4 separate regions of the Mus musculus genome follow, and regions 1, 2 and 3 are each linked to region 4. The links are chromatin contacts, called in public HiCAR-type and HiChIP or PLAC-seq maps. All regions are on one chromosome and are shown on one strand. The core of a region is the stretch at or near the end of the contact, and the rest is flanking DNA. Distances in the headings are between cores, read along the strand shown.

Evidence for each region. HiCAR-type assays count read pairs that join an accessible place to other places. HiChIP or PLAC-seq counts read pairs in DNA pulled down with a chosen protein or histone mark.
Region 1: a HiCAR-type map of astrocytes shows a contact between it and region 4, with 2.4 times the contacts expected there. The contact joins the promoter of Ubtd2 here to the promoter of Tlx3 in region 4.
Region 2: an H3K4me3 HiChIP or PLAC-seq map of stem cell-derived neural progenitor cells shows a contact between it and region 4, with 12 read pairs. The contact joins the promoter of Kcnmb1 here to the promoter of Tlx3 in region 4. A contact is called at or near these places in 4 of 39 promoter capture datasets (the 3T3-L1 cell line, embryonic stem cells and hippocampal neurons) and 1 of 115 datasets of contacts at active chromatin or transcription factors (stem cell-derived neural progenitor cells).
Region 3: an H3K4me3 HiChIP or PLAC-seq map of embryonic stem cells shows a contact between it and region 4, with 6 times the contacts expected there. The contact joins the promoter of Kcnip1 here to the promoter of Tlx3 in region 4. A contact is called at or near these places in 3 of 115 datasets of contacts at active chromatin or transcription factors (craniofacial prominence, embryonic stem cells and neural tube).

What each region holds. Positions count from the first base shown.
Region 1 is chr11:32,453,905-32,456,738 of GRCm38.p6, forward strand. Ubtd2 (ubiquitin domain containing 2) reads left to right here and starts at 1,466. Exons shown (of 3, transcript NM_173784.4): 1 at 1,466-1,642. The coding sequence starts at 1,573.
Region 2 is chr11:33,961,541-33,964,726 of GRCm38.p6, forward strand. It overlaps Kcnmb1 (potassium large conductance calcium-activated channel, subfamily M, beta member 1), which reads left to right and starts at 1,473. Exons shown (of 4, transcript NM_031169.4): 1 at 1,473-1,786; 2 at 3,137-3,186. The coding sequence starts at 3,161. It also overlaps a transcript of Kcnip1 not described here.
Region 3 is chr11:33,842,115-33,845,126 of GRCm38.p6, forward strand. It overlaps Kcnip1 (Kv channel-interacting protein 1), which reads right to left and starts at 1,572. Exons shown (of 9, transcript NM_001190885.2): 1 at 1,016-1,572. The coding sequence starts at 1,076.
Region 4 is chr11:33,201,688-33,204,849 of GRCm38.p6, forward strand. It overlaps Tlx3 (T cell leukemia, homeobox 3), which reads right to left and starts at 1,901. Exons shown (of 3, transcript NM_019916.2): 1 at 1,352-1,901; 2 at 742-985. The coding sequence starts at 1,772.

The DNA of each region.
Region 1 (2,834 bases), core at 216-2,715, 750 kb before region 4:
GAGCCATTTCTGTGTTTTCATATAAACCCAGAGCTTTGTTTGTTTAACCCAAATTTTTGCCTGCCTAGCAAATGAATACCAGGCCGCAAATTTTAATTTGGACTTTTTCTGAAAGCTAGACTCCCAGATGTGAAATAACCCCACTCAAATGGTAGGAACATTTTTAAAGCTGTTGATTGGCACTGCCAAACCTTTGCAAAAAGATTGAACCAATTTACACTCCCACCAGCAGTGCATGAGAATACATTTAAATGCAAATCCTAAGAAGCAGACTGTCTCTTTCTTAGGTATTTCACTTAAAAAAAATTTTTTTTTTAATGCTAAGCAAAAGCTGACCCAGGGTTTTATAAAAGGAAAGTCTGGCATAAAAGTGGAACAGCTTAGGCAAAAAAAAAAAAAAAAAAAAAGAAAAAAAAATGCTTTCAAAGACCCAAGCACCCAAGCAGGCCGATAAAAATGTTAAGGCGCCACAGCAAGGAGCACAACTCCAAAGGGGCCATTAACAGTTTGGCTTAGGTTGGGATGGTAACCGCCAAGAATGTTGGGCGTGGTCAATGTACCAAATTCTAGTTTATAAAATGCAGAGTATTAATATTAATACTTCACTTTGTTCTAAAGACGACTTAAGATGTCTAATGCCAGGATCTAGAGTGGTAGTATTGTCGGTAAAGCGAAGCCTGTGGGAACGATACACACACCCGTGCCCCTTCGCTCCCCGCACGGGACAACAGGCCTGCACAATCAGAGAGCACCTCTACCAAGCGGGCGCAGTGATGGCAGGGGCTGCGGACCTGGGGTAAGGGAAACCCAGACTCGGTGGCCAGCTCGCTGCTTTCCACAAATTCAAGGGGTGCAGGGACTTGCGGTCAGGCTAACCCCTCTAAGCACGCCCAGCCCGTCTACGACCCAGAGTCTCCTACGACTCCTCGGTACCCTCTCCCACCGGCCACACCAGAAGGAGCCCCACCTCGTCCTCAAGTAAGGACGAGCTGGCCACTTCGTCCTTACTTGAGTCCTCCCCCTTCTTTCCGGCCCACCTCCGCTTGCCCCCTACTCTCCCGGCCTCGGGCGCTCGTCTCCACTCGGTTCTGCTCGGTATTCTCCGCCCCCTCGGTGCATGCAGCCAATCAGAGCGCGGCCCCGCCCCTCGAGGCCGTTCCAGCGGGCCGGCCGAGTGCAAGCCGAGCCCGGCTGAGGGTGGCGCCGCGGGCGGGGGCGATGGGGCCTGGCAGCCGGGTGGCGGCGGCGGCAGTGGTGGGGCTTGCCTAGACGCGGGGGCGCGGGGAAGTGAGGGGCGAGCGGGCGCTGCGGCCCGCCCGGGATGGGCCAAGCCCGGCCTGGCGGGGCCGAGCGGGAGCCGAGGAAGGCACGCGGGCCGGGCCTGCGGGCCAGGCGGCCGGGGGGCTGAGGTAGAAGTGGGCGCGGAGGAAGGGGCTGGGCGAGGCGGTGGGAGGAGCGGCGAGGGGGCGGAGGCTGAGCGGCGAGAGAGCGGCGCCTGGCCCGAGGCGGCGACGCGGGAGCAGGCTGAGGCGGCGGCCGGGACGAGCGCCCTGAGGTGGCGGCCGCGGCCCCATGGGCGGGTGCGTGGGCGCCCAGCACGACTCTTCGGGCAGCCTCAACGAGAACTCGGACGGCACGGGAGGTAGGTGGCGCCAGGGGGCAGCCGCGGCCCCCCATTGTTCGCGGCGGCGGCCACCTGTCCCGACCCCGCGCCCCTTTGTCGTTTCTGCTCTGCGTCGGCCCCGCCACGCGCTTCGGGCCCCACGCGGGACCGCGGGCCTAGGCCTGGATTGGGGGGTACTCTAGCTGGGAGGACAACTCGGCTGCCGGATTGCGGCTCGTGGGGCCGGGGAGGGGGACAGCCGGGAGTGCCCCCGACGGGCCCCGCCGCACCCCCAGCCCTTCCCGCGTCGGCAGAGTTGGCCGGGCTCAGCTTTCCTGAGTTTCGGATGACAGCTGCCCCGGTTGGTTCCAGTTTCTGGAGCTGGGTTGGGGAAGTCTCCAAGTGGCCATGGGCAGTGTTTTATGGAGGAGGGGGGAGACGATCGGCCCGAGGAAAACGTGGCTCTCTGCTGCTGCCAGGGGCGTTAGCCCAATGTGCCGTCGGGGCGCACTCGTCAAATTCCGATGTGTCTTACGTAAAAGGAAAACGTGCAGGATAGAAAGTACCCCAGTATAAGATTAGTGCTTTGAGTAAAAGTTTTTCCAACGCGACTCGCACTTCTGGGTTACCGTAACCGTGATGAGAGGTCTCTTAATTCCATTCGTAGTCGTTGTAGAGGGATAGGAGTGGTAAGATTGACTCTGCTTTTATTGACCTTAAAAGTGCGGAGCCCATCCAGTATATAGAGTGTGTAGAAGTTCGAACCTTGTAGAAAAGAGCCACCAACCAGGGATAACATGATTTGATTCGAACCTTGTATTGGGTGCCTTCAAATCGGGTGCATATTTTAAAGTTGTTTAGTTGCATGAGAATAGGCACATCTTTTCACACCTTGAGACGACTCTTAGGCACCCAACTTTTGTACAAGACATTTCCCTTTTTACGTGATGTTTTAGCCGTTCCACTTCACTAAAATCTCTGTCACTAAATGTTGGGCAAGTTATTTGAGAACTCAGTGAAAACTGTCGTGAAAAAGTAGTCCATGGAAATGCTCCTTTGTAGTGGATTTCACGTCACAGCCTATTTACTTGGTGAGGTCCTTTTGACAACAAAGCCCAAGTGTAGAAAGGGCGTGATACCACTGGGCTGAGGGCAGATCAGTGATCAGATGGTACCAGTTAAGCATGCTAGTACTTACTAGCATTCAGTATAACTTTGACATATGTTAAAA
Region 2 (3,186 bases), core at 223-2,722, 760 kb after region 4:
AGTGAAAGAACCCTTCCCCCGTTTTTTTCATGACAAGGTTCCTCTGTAGCCCTGGCTGTTCTGGAACTCTCTATAAGGGGCAGCCTCGATCTCACTGAGATCCACCTGCCTCTGCTTCCTGAGTGCTGGGATTAAAGGCGGGTCCCACTGCTGCTCAGCCGAAAGGTCCTTCCTGAGGTGGGCCAGATGGAGAAAAACACCCAATGTCTCCCTTTGGTTTCCATGAATGCATGCATGTGTGAAAATATCAAGTACACACACATATACACAATATCATACACACATAATACACACACCATACCTATCCAAACACACACATATCACACACACATGCACAAATCATTTAAGCACCACACACACATGCAGGCACATGCACACTAATAAATCTCCAGTTGCTATGAGGCAACTAAACAGGTAGTTGTCTCTCTAGTTAGAGTCAGTGACTAAAGGGGGATGGGGTGCTGTTCACCCCCCAGAGTGTCAAGGAGCCTTGAGTGACAACTTTCTTTCTGGGCCTTAGAGGGCCCTGATTATCAGGTGTTAGGCTTAGGTGAGAGGTGCTAACACCTAGTGATCAGGAATATCTAAGATGCACCCACTGCCCTGGGCCTGGGGACACCAGAGGCTACTTCTAGAACTTTAGGTGGCTGGAGACATAACAGAGGTATGGTTTGAGGTGTTAGAACAGTCCCTTGGTGGCAGAGATGGCTGGGATTTGACACTGGGAGGGGCCAACTTCCAATCTGTCTCTGTTCATCAAGTAGAGAAACTCTGGACCAGGCATCAAGTTCTGTGCAGATGACTAGCAGGGCACCAAGGTGTAAGGAGGGCGGGGCGGGGGCGGGGCCGGGGTTGGGGCAGGGGTGGGGCGGGGCTTGTTCTTGCTTTCCCAACTCTTACAGTGCTCTCTTTATCCACAAGGACCCGGAGTGCAAAAGCAGGTTTGCCCCCCACCCCTACCTCCAGTACCAATGTTCAGTTGTCGTATTGGCTGCAATAACTTTCTGCCTATGAAGCAGAGTCAGTCTGTGGGAGGTCCCCAGCATGGCACTGTCCCTGGACCTGGACGGCTGGCCGGAAGCAGCTGTGGGACCCACCGCTACCAGCCTCAGCCCCAGTGGTCTTTAAAAGGCGGAATTTCCTCCTTTCTCTGAACTCCATCTCTAACTTAACAATCCAGAATAAAGTTAAGTTTTCAAAATGCTATTAATTATAGAAGGGAGAAGACAGAGGTCCAGAGAGGTTCAGTGACTTGTTCAGAGTCACACAGGAAGTCAGGGACAAAGGTGGGAGGCTTTGGCTGCACTGGTGTGGATATAACATGGGCTAGTGACAAGCCCAACCCCTCTACCTCCCTCCCCTGCACTACACAAGGAAGATCATTTCCTATTCCTGGCTTCTCTGCCAGCCTGAAAGACGGAGTGTAGAAGAAACATTTTTGTACATATATCAGGATGGCCTTGTGGGGTGGGTAATGGCTTTTGCTGTTTGACATCTGTTTCCCAGGAGACTCTGGGAAATGCAGGGGCAGAGTCCCCAACAGCAGCTGAGGGCTGTGAGGCTAGGTACCTGCTTGTGGAGTTTTTATCCCGGGGCAAGCTGTGTGCTCAGACTTGACCATGTTTGGGCATGGAGGCTCGACCCAGATGGGACTGAGACTGCTTCCCTGGAGACCAGCTGGGAGACCAAACTTCCTGCTAGAGCTCCCAGGCCTGACTTGGGGTGGGGGTGGGGGTGGGGCGAGTGGAGAGAAACCATCTGCCAGCCAGCGGAGACCCAGAGAACTGTGAGTGCTACATCCCAGAGAGCTTGGGAAGGGCTTCTAGGAAGCCGGGGCTGAGGGGAGATGGTGGGAGACAGCAGCCTGTGATGGCATGGATAGGGTGGTGAAAATCCCTACCTCTCCTGATGCCCATCAGAGTTCTGGCACCGGAGGGCCTGCCTGGCCTGTTGACCCTGGTCTGGGCGTCTCTTTTGTGGCCAGCCAGTCAGGACCAGTGTTGTCACTTGTCATCAGGATAGGGATCGACAAACAGGCCTGGCAGAGTGCACCAAGCTCCTTCAATTCCTCAGTTAATGATGGCGCCTGTTTATGGAGGGCATCACTTATTTATGAGGTGACGCTCAGCAGTGTTGGTGGGTCTACATCAGGACCCTGAGGAGGGCACTATTGTTCTTGTTTTAACAGTCATATGGTTGCTAAGTAGAAAAGCCAGGACTCGGTCTTATATCTGATGGCCTCTCTTCTCTAAACTCCCCCAAAACCCTTACATACTCTATCCCCAGTCCTTCTAAGGAAGAGATCAACAACCCAACAGTTATGCCACATAGGACTCTTCTTTAACCCTTTCCAACTTTCCTAGATCAAGCCCAGACCTCAGGTGACTTTTCTACAGAATTCCATCCAAGGAGTCCTGAGATACTTAATGTTTCACATCCGGCATAGTCTCCCTGAAATCTCTTCTGTTATCATGGAAACCCATTTCTTCCTGTCTCAGGCCACAGTGCATATCAGAGCTTCATATCCTTCTTGCTGGAGGTTCTCATTAGGCCCATCCCAGATTCCCACCTAAGCTTTACATTTAAACTGAACTCACTTCATGTAGCTGGTGAGCCATCGGGACATTACAGGCACAACCAGTCACAGGAGCGAGACCTCTCAGGAACAGGTGACATCCTTCCTTCCTTTCCCTTCTGAGCTTCCATGCTGTAGCCTTGAGCAGACTCCTGCTGTCATTTATCTTGGGAATGCTCAGGAGTCTAGGAGGGCTCACTGGAAAAAGCCAGCACCACAAGGAAATCCCCTCAAGTGTACTGGGCTTCTCCTGGAGATAATTGGTGATAATGGATCCTGAGTATTTAAAAGCTAACTGTAGGCTGTTACCAGAGGCCAGAGCAGACCTCTGTAAGAAAGCTCCATGTAAGTTGCAAAGCTCCACGTATTATCATACTTAAATAAGAGCAATGTTGTTATTTGGTTGCATCCCCTCATGCCTGCCTGCCTTCCTTCCTTCCTTCCTTCCTTCCTTCCTTCCTTCCTTCCTTCCTTCCTTCCTTCCTTCCTTCCTTCCTTCCTTCCTTCTTATGAACCTATCACTTGGGCTAATCTCACTTCTCTTTGCCTTCTTGGTGCTAGAAATGACTGTTGCCTCCAGTGGCCATGGGGAAGAAGCTGGTGATGGCCCA
Region 3 (3,012 bases), core at 322-2,821, 640 kb after region 4:
CACTATCACCCTAACACAGCTCTGGTCACTAGCCAGGATAAGGTGTGTGTTGTGCCCCCACCTGTAGTCAGAATATATTAAACATCAGAACTTGGATATTTAAGTGTGAAACTATTTAGAACCCTTCTGCTATCTTCAATGGCTTTTGAGCATTAAGCAAACCAAGCCTGTCATTATCTTTTTTTTTTTTTTCTGATTTGTTTCCAGTCTTCTTGTTTCTATAAGCAACTTTCTGCCTGTTGAAAAGGGGGCCTGCATTGTGTGCTTTTGGCCCAACAAGGTCACTTGACTCCACGTGGCCATCTAATAACTGTCCCACTGAAGATGGGCATGCCACAGCTGGAGAAAGGCAGGCTCCTGACAGGGACATCTCAGGATATGTGAGCTTGTCGCCCCAGCCCCCCTTTTGACAGTTCTCCCCATTCCTCTGAAGTCCTCAGACCACCATAGCAGCACAGCCCTGCTATTTGTTTTTTCCTACAGACTGCTTGTGTCCCAGGACCCGCCTGGGGGCTCTACCACCTGGACGTAGCTGATTCCTTTTGGCTTGCAGAGGTTTTAAGGATGGACCGGTAAATCACCGTTTTCCTCATGATTAGATTCCCAAGTCAGCACCTGGCAAGGCATGGCCATTCCCAAGGAGGCACCCTTGCTGGATGTTCGAGGTTGCACCAACATCAGCCCTCATGGGAGTGGGAAGAGCCTCCCAACATTTCCGCCCACCCCAGAGAACGCAGTTTTCTCCACCTGTGAATCTGCCTGTCTTGCTCCAATACATTCCCTAGAAGAGAAGGGTACCCACACCCCTGCTGGGGCCAGCGTCCACTTCGGCTGCTACCCCTGGGTGTTCACACCAACCCTCCCACGAGGCTCTTAATTCCTTGGATTCATGAGGTTGTCCAAAACCCTCACGGACAGTGGGTTTGGAACTAAGAGAGACAGACGTTTCATCCCAACACAACACCCAGTGCCCCCAAACCTATCCAGGGGAGTAAATAGAGGACAGAGTGCTTACCTTTAGAGGGTCGCCTTTGTTTGGTCTGCAGGGAGGAGAAAGTGCCCATGACGGCCCCCATGGCAGCGAAGACTTGTGTGCGTCTTGGGACCCCAGGCCCTGTCTCTTCCCTCCCCTGAAAAGAAATCGGTGTGGATTGCCCACTTTGAATTGGAGGAGAGGAAAAGCGAGAAAGCAAAAAAGCCCCGAGCAGCTCGCCTGCAGCTTGGTATTCAGAAAACGTGGGGCCGGGGCGCCTGGAGCTCGTGGCTGCTGCCTTCTTCAGCCAGGCACATGCACTGACTCCCAGGGCCAGAGGCTCGCGGGAGCCTTCACAGGCGCCCCCCGGTGCGGGCACCCAGCCGGGCCACTGGCTTCTCCGAGGCCCGAGCCCCGAGCCCCAAAGCCTGCCTGATGTTGGACACGGGGCCGGCGTGCCCGCACGGCCGAGGCTGCCGAGCCCGCGCCGCGTGCGGTGCGGGAGCTGCGCTCCGCCCGCCCGCCCCTGCTGCCACCCGGCCGCTCCGCCCCGCGCTCGGGCTGGATCTCAGGGGGCCGAGTACCAATCATGAATGAACAGCGCCAGGGACTGGTGCGGAGTAGAGCGGGGCTCAGAACCAGGCGCGGGGGATGGTGGGGGAGGCGGCGGAGGCCGCCTGGGGACCGCAGAGGGGCGGGGTGGGGACCTGGCCCTGCTGTCTACAAGGCTCTACTCCTGGCTGTGCGGGACACCGGGGATGTCCTTCTGGGCAGACAGATGTGATCAGGCACCTGGCTGGTGGGTGCAGCTTGGGTAGGAGGCAGCAGGTGACCCCCAGGATGAATATAAATATGTGAGTGTGAGTGAGTGAGTGAGTGTGTGTGTGTGTGTGTGTGTGTGTGTGAGAGAGAGAGAGAGAGAGAGAGAGAGAGAGAGAGAGAGACAGAGACAGAGACAGAGACAGAGACAGAGAGACAGACAGAGAGACAGACAGAGAGACAGAGAGAGAGAAAGGGAGGGCATTAAGATTTCATTTGACTTTAGAGAAAATCATTTAACCACTGCCTACCTTTCTGGTGTGGAGTAAAGTCTGCCCCACCTAAAGAGAGTTGTCATCAAGAAGAAGGGCTCCTTTGAACTCTGTAGGAGGTGTTGGGGACCTGCAGAATCCCCTAGGACCAGAGCTCATTTCTAGTGACAGGAAGTGGGGGAAGTGGGACGAGAAGTAGCTGTGGGTCCCCTTAGGCTCTTGCTACCTGACCCCCTCTTTGTGTTCTCTCTCTCTCTCTCTCTCTCTCTCTCTCTCTCTCTCTCTCTCTCTCTCTCTCTCTCTGTGTGTGTGTGTGTGTGTGTGTGTGTGTGTGTTTGCTCTGTCACCTGCAAATCAGACACCTGTGGGGACAGTACTTGAGTTAGGAACCCAGGGGGTAACTCTTGAATTTAGAAAGCAATCTTCCTTCCATGACCTTCCCTTCAGGTGGCAAGAACCCTCAAGCCCCACTTCAGCTTTCCACTGAAAAGGCAATGATGGAGGACCTGTGGCAACTCCTGGTGGCAACTGATGACAGGTGTCTCCCTAGAAAGCTTTGAATTTCCTCTTCCCCAGCCTAGCTGCCTGTCTGCCCTGTCTGCCTGGACATTCACTGAGGATTCCCTCTGTGTTTGCACTGAGAATCCCCAACCCCCTCTCTTTCCAGACCCCTGTCCAGTCATTTCCTCTGCAGCACACAGACACATGCTGTGTTGGGAGCTCACAGCATCCCTTAACATATGGCGTCATAAACACGCACACATATATGCAACCATGAACATATGGGCACAGGTCCCTCATGCCCACACAGATATTGAGATGCTGCACACAGACTCCAAACCCATAATACACATGAGGTGGGTGGGGTGTGCACCTGTAAGACCCCAGCTAAGACCCTCACATGTGCTCTCAGAGCAGAGTCATCAGCTCCTTCACAATACATAAGCTTGCACATACAGGAGTGTGGTCTGACTCCAGGCACCGAGCCCATTAGCTGCCCCCACAGCT
Region 4 (3,162 bases), core at 651-3,150:
CGCTGGGAAGGCACTCTGCCCGCCCGTCCACCTGCACACCCGGATTTTGTGGCCTTGTCAACAATAAATCTTGTTTTGTGTGTGTGTGTGTGTGTGTGTGTGTGTGTGTTTTGTTACCCCCTGCGGGATAAGAGCGGCAGGGCAGTGTATAACTGACTTGGTCCTGCGGCCAATGGGGTCACTTGTGCCCACGGGTGGACTGGCGGGCTGTGCACCACCAGCTGGGCGACACTTGACGGGGTGTCTACCAGGCACTATCTTGAAGCCCTCTCTAGAACATAGAGCTTCTTCGTCGTTTACGGGTTGGATGGAAGCAAAGATAGTATTAAAAAGAAAAAAAGGAAAAGAAAAAAGCAGAGTTGGAGAGAGGACCCTAAAACAGCCCTGGCCATCAATCCGAAATCCGAGTGGGTGGGCTAGAATGAGAGAGGGAGGAGAGTGTGGGAGGCCCGGGGTGTGTGTGGTGGGGGGCAGGTGGGAGGAACCCAAACGAGCAAAGGAGGCGAAACAAAACACTGGCGAGATGGGCCTGAAAATGGAGACGCCGAGGCGTGGGAGAGATGGCGAGAGGGATACAGGTCGGTGGGAAGAAAGGACAACAAATCTGTAAAAGAAGGGCGATGCATGGTCCAGGGGGCGCGGGTAGGAGCTAGCACAGGAGAGGGCGTGATGCTGGACTGCCGCGCAGGGCGGGGCAGGTGCAGGGCAGGTGCGTGGTGGGCCGGGCCGGGCCTCTCTCACCGCCACTTGGTCCTCCGATTTTGGAACCAGGTCTTGACCTGCGCGTCCGTCATTTTGAGGGACTTTGCGAGCGCCGCCCTCTCGGCCGAGGCCAGGTACTTTTGGCGATGGAAGCGCTTTTCCAGCTCACAGATCTGCACCCGGGAAAAGGACGTGCGCGGCTTCTTACGCTTGGGTGGCGTCCGGTTCTGGTAGGGGTGGCCAATGCGCCGGGTCACGGTGAAGGGCGTGAGCGCGGCCGCCGCTGCAGAGACACATGAGGCCCCTTGAAGCCCAGCCCTACCACCGTTCGGGCCACACGTGGAGCCCCGTGGGACACAGTGCTCCGCTATTTCGCTCGTCCCGCGAGTCCCCTCCGCAGCTTCAAGCCAGGCAGGGACGCCCCCCCCCCTTTCCCTGGGACGTTGGTTTCTTTCCCCCCTCCCCCGACCCATAACTCTCCGATTTACCTTCAACCTCCCCCCACCCATAGCCGCCCCGAGCTCTGGGTGCCGAGGCCTCCGCCACGCCTGGGCCTCTGGAATCGATCCTGGGAGTGGGGTGCACAGGGCGCGGCGCCCCTGGCCCCGGGAGAGCCGAGGCCTGGCTCCTGGTGGTTCGCTCTGCTCACCTGTGAAGCGGTCCTTTACAAAGCGGCGACTGCTCTCCATCCAGGGGAAATTGAGGCCGCCTAGGCTGGAGACCGTGGGCACCGAGGGCATAGCGGGCAGCGCGCTAGGCAGAGGCGGCGGCACGGCCCCAGGGAGCGGCCTGTGCGCTGGCACCCGGATCACGCCGGCGGGGGCCAAGCTTAGGTTGACACTGTAAGATCCCGCGTCCTCGAAGGGCGCGCCGAGGCCCGCAAAGGAGGCGGGCAGAGACGGGTACGCGGCGCCCGGACGGCCCCCGGGGGGCCCTCCCAGGTAGCTGGCGCCGTCGGGGCCCCGCGGGGCGGGCGCGCTGTCCTGGTCCGGGCTGTTGAGGATTTGGTCGATGCCGAAGCTGATGGGCTCGTGCGGGTGTGGGGTCTGCGCGCTGGCGGGCGCCTCCATCCTGGGCGGGCGGAAGGGCTGGGCTGGGCTGGGCGGGGAGGCTGCTGGGTCCCCGTTACGGCGCGGCCATGGAGCGCCCGGCGCCTCCAGTCGCACTGAAACTTTGCCAAGAGTGCGCGGGCCCGACAGGCTCTGTGTCATCTTTCTTGAACCGAACCTGGAGTTTCCGCTGCTAATTCCTCTCCCGCCGCAGCCATTGGCTGCGATCAACAAGCCTCTCTTCTCTCATTGGCTCCCGGCTTTCAATAAAGGCCTAATTCATGGAAATAGGAGCTTAGGGACTGTTCCAAGGTGACATCATTTTAACAAACGAACAATAGGTCAAATTTATTAGCCGGGATAATGGGCGGCGGATATTAGCGCCCGAACCGCAGCTTCTCAAACCCGAAATCTAACGAAGCTGCAATTAGCAGACGCTCCCCGCTCCGGGCTCGGCCGTTTCCCGCCGCCGCACCCGCCCGTAGGCGCTGCTGGGGAAATGGCCTTTTGCCGCGGGGGTTTTCGTTGTCTTCTAAATATTTTCATCTGCGTAAACCCCAAACAAAATGAATCTTCAGCCACAGCAGAGATGCAACCCAAGAACGGTCCTACGAAATCTGCGGAAGCCTATCGGGCCGTTCGCCCTCCTTCGGAGCAACGAAAGCGTAGCATTGTGGGGTGCAAGCTCGGCGCTGTCCACCCGTGGAACAAGGGGAGCACCGGAGCGTTCTCCACGCCACCTAGGACACCGACCCGCGTGGGGAGAATTTGTCCTCGCCCGGGCTTCCAACGAGGCGTCGCGGGCACTTTGGAGATGCTTCCTGGTCCCAGCCAGGAGGACTGAGCGGTGACTAGCAGGTGCCCACGCGTACGGGCCCGGTTGGACTAGGGACCCGAGGTCAACTGGTGGGGAACTGGGATTCAGCCCCTTGAAATTCGTTGCGGGATAGTTAGGGCCATGGTCGCTGGTTTGGGACCCCTCCGAGGTGCAGCAGGTTTGGGGACCTCAGTCGTTAGTGGCACATAAGGGGGCGGTTCCCATCTAGAGCAGATGGAGAAATTTCCTTTGGAAATTTGAGCAGCGAGCTCCTACCGGCTGCAGTTCAGTCCAGACGCTGACCACCCTAGGATCTGCTGTCGCCTTCGGGACTGTCCACACTAGCCCGGTAACACCGTGGCCAGCACCACATGGGGAGTGGTCACCTTTCTCTCGGTCTGGGTGAGACCCAGAGTCATTTCTTAGCGGCCGATTGTAAAGTCGTTGGCTGTAAACTCTGAGCGCTACACTCGCGGCAAGGCCTCTTCCTCTGGTTTCCTGACTATGAAAGCCCCAAGCCATGTCTGTGATGTTGGTCAGAAGTTGTGTGTAGGTTTGGGCGGGCCACTTTATAGCTCAGTAAGTTTGAAATTC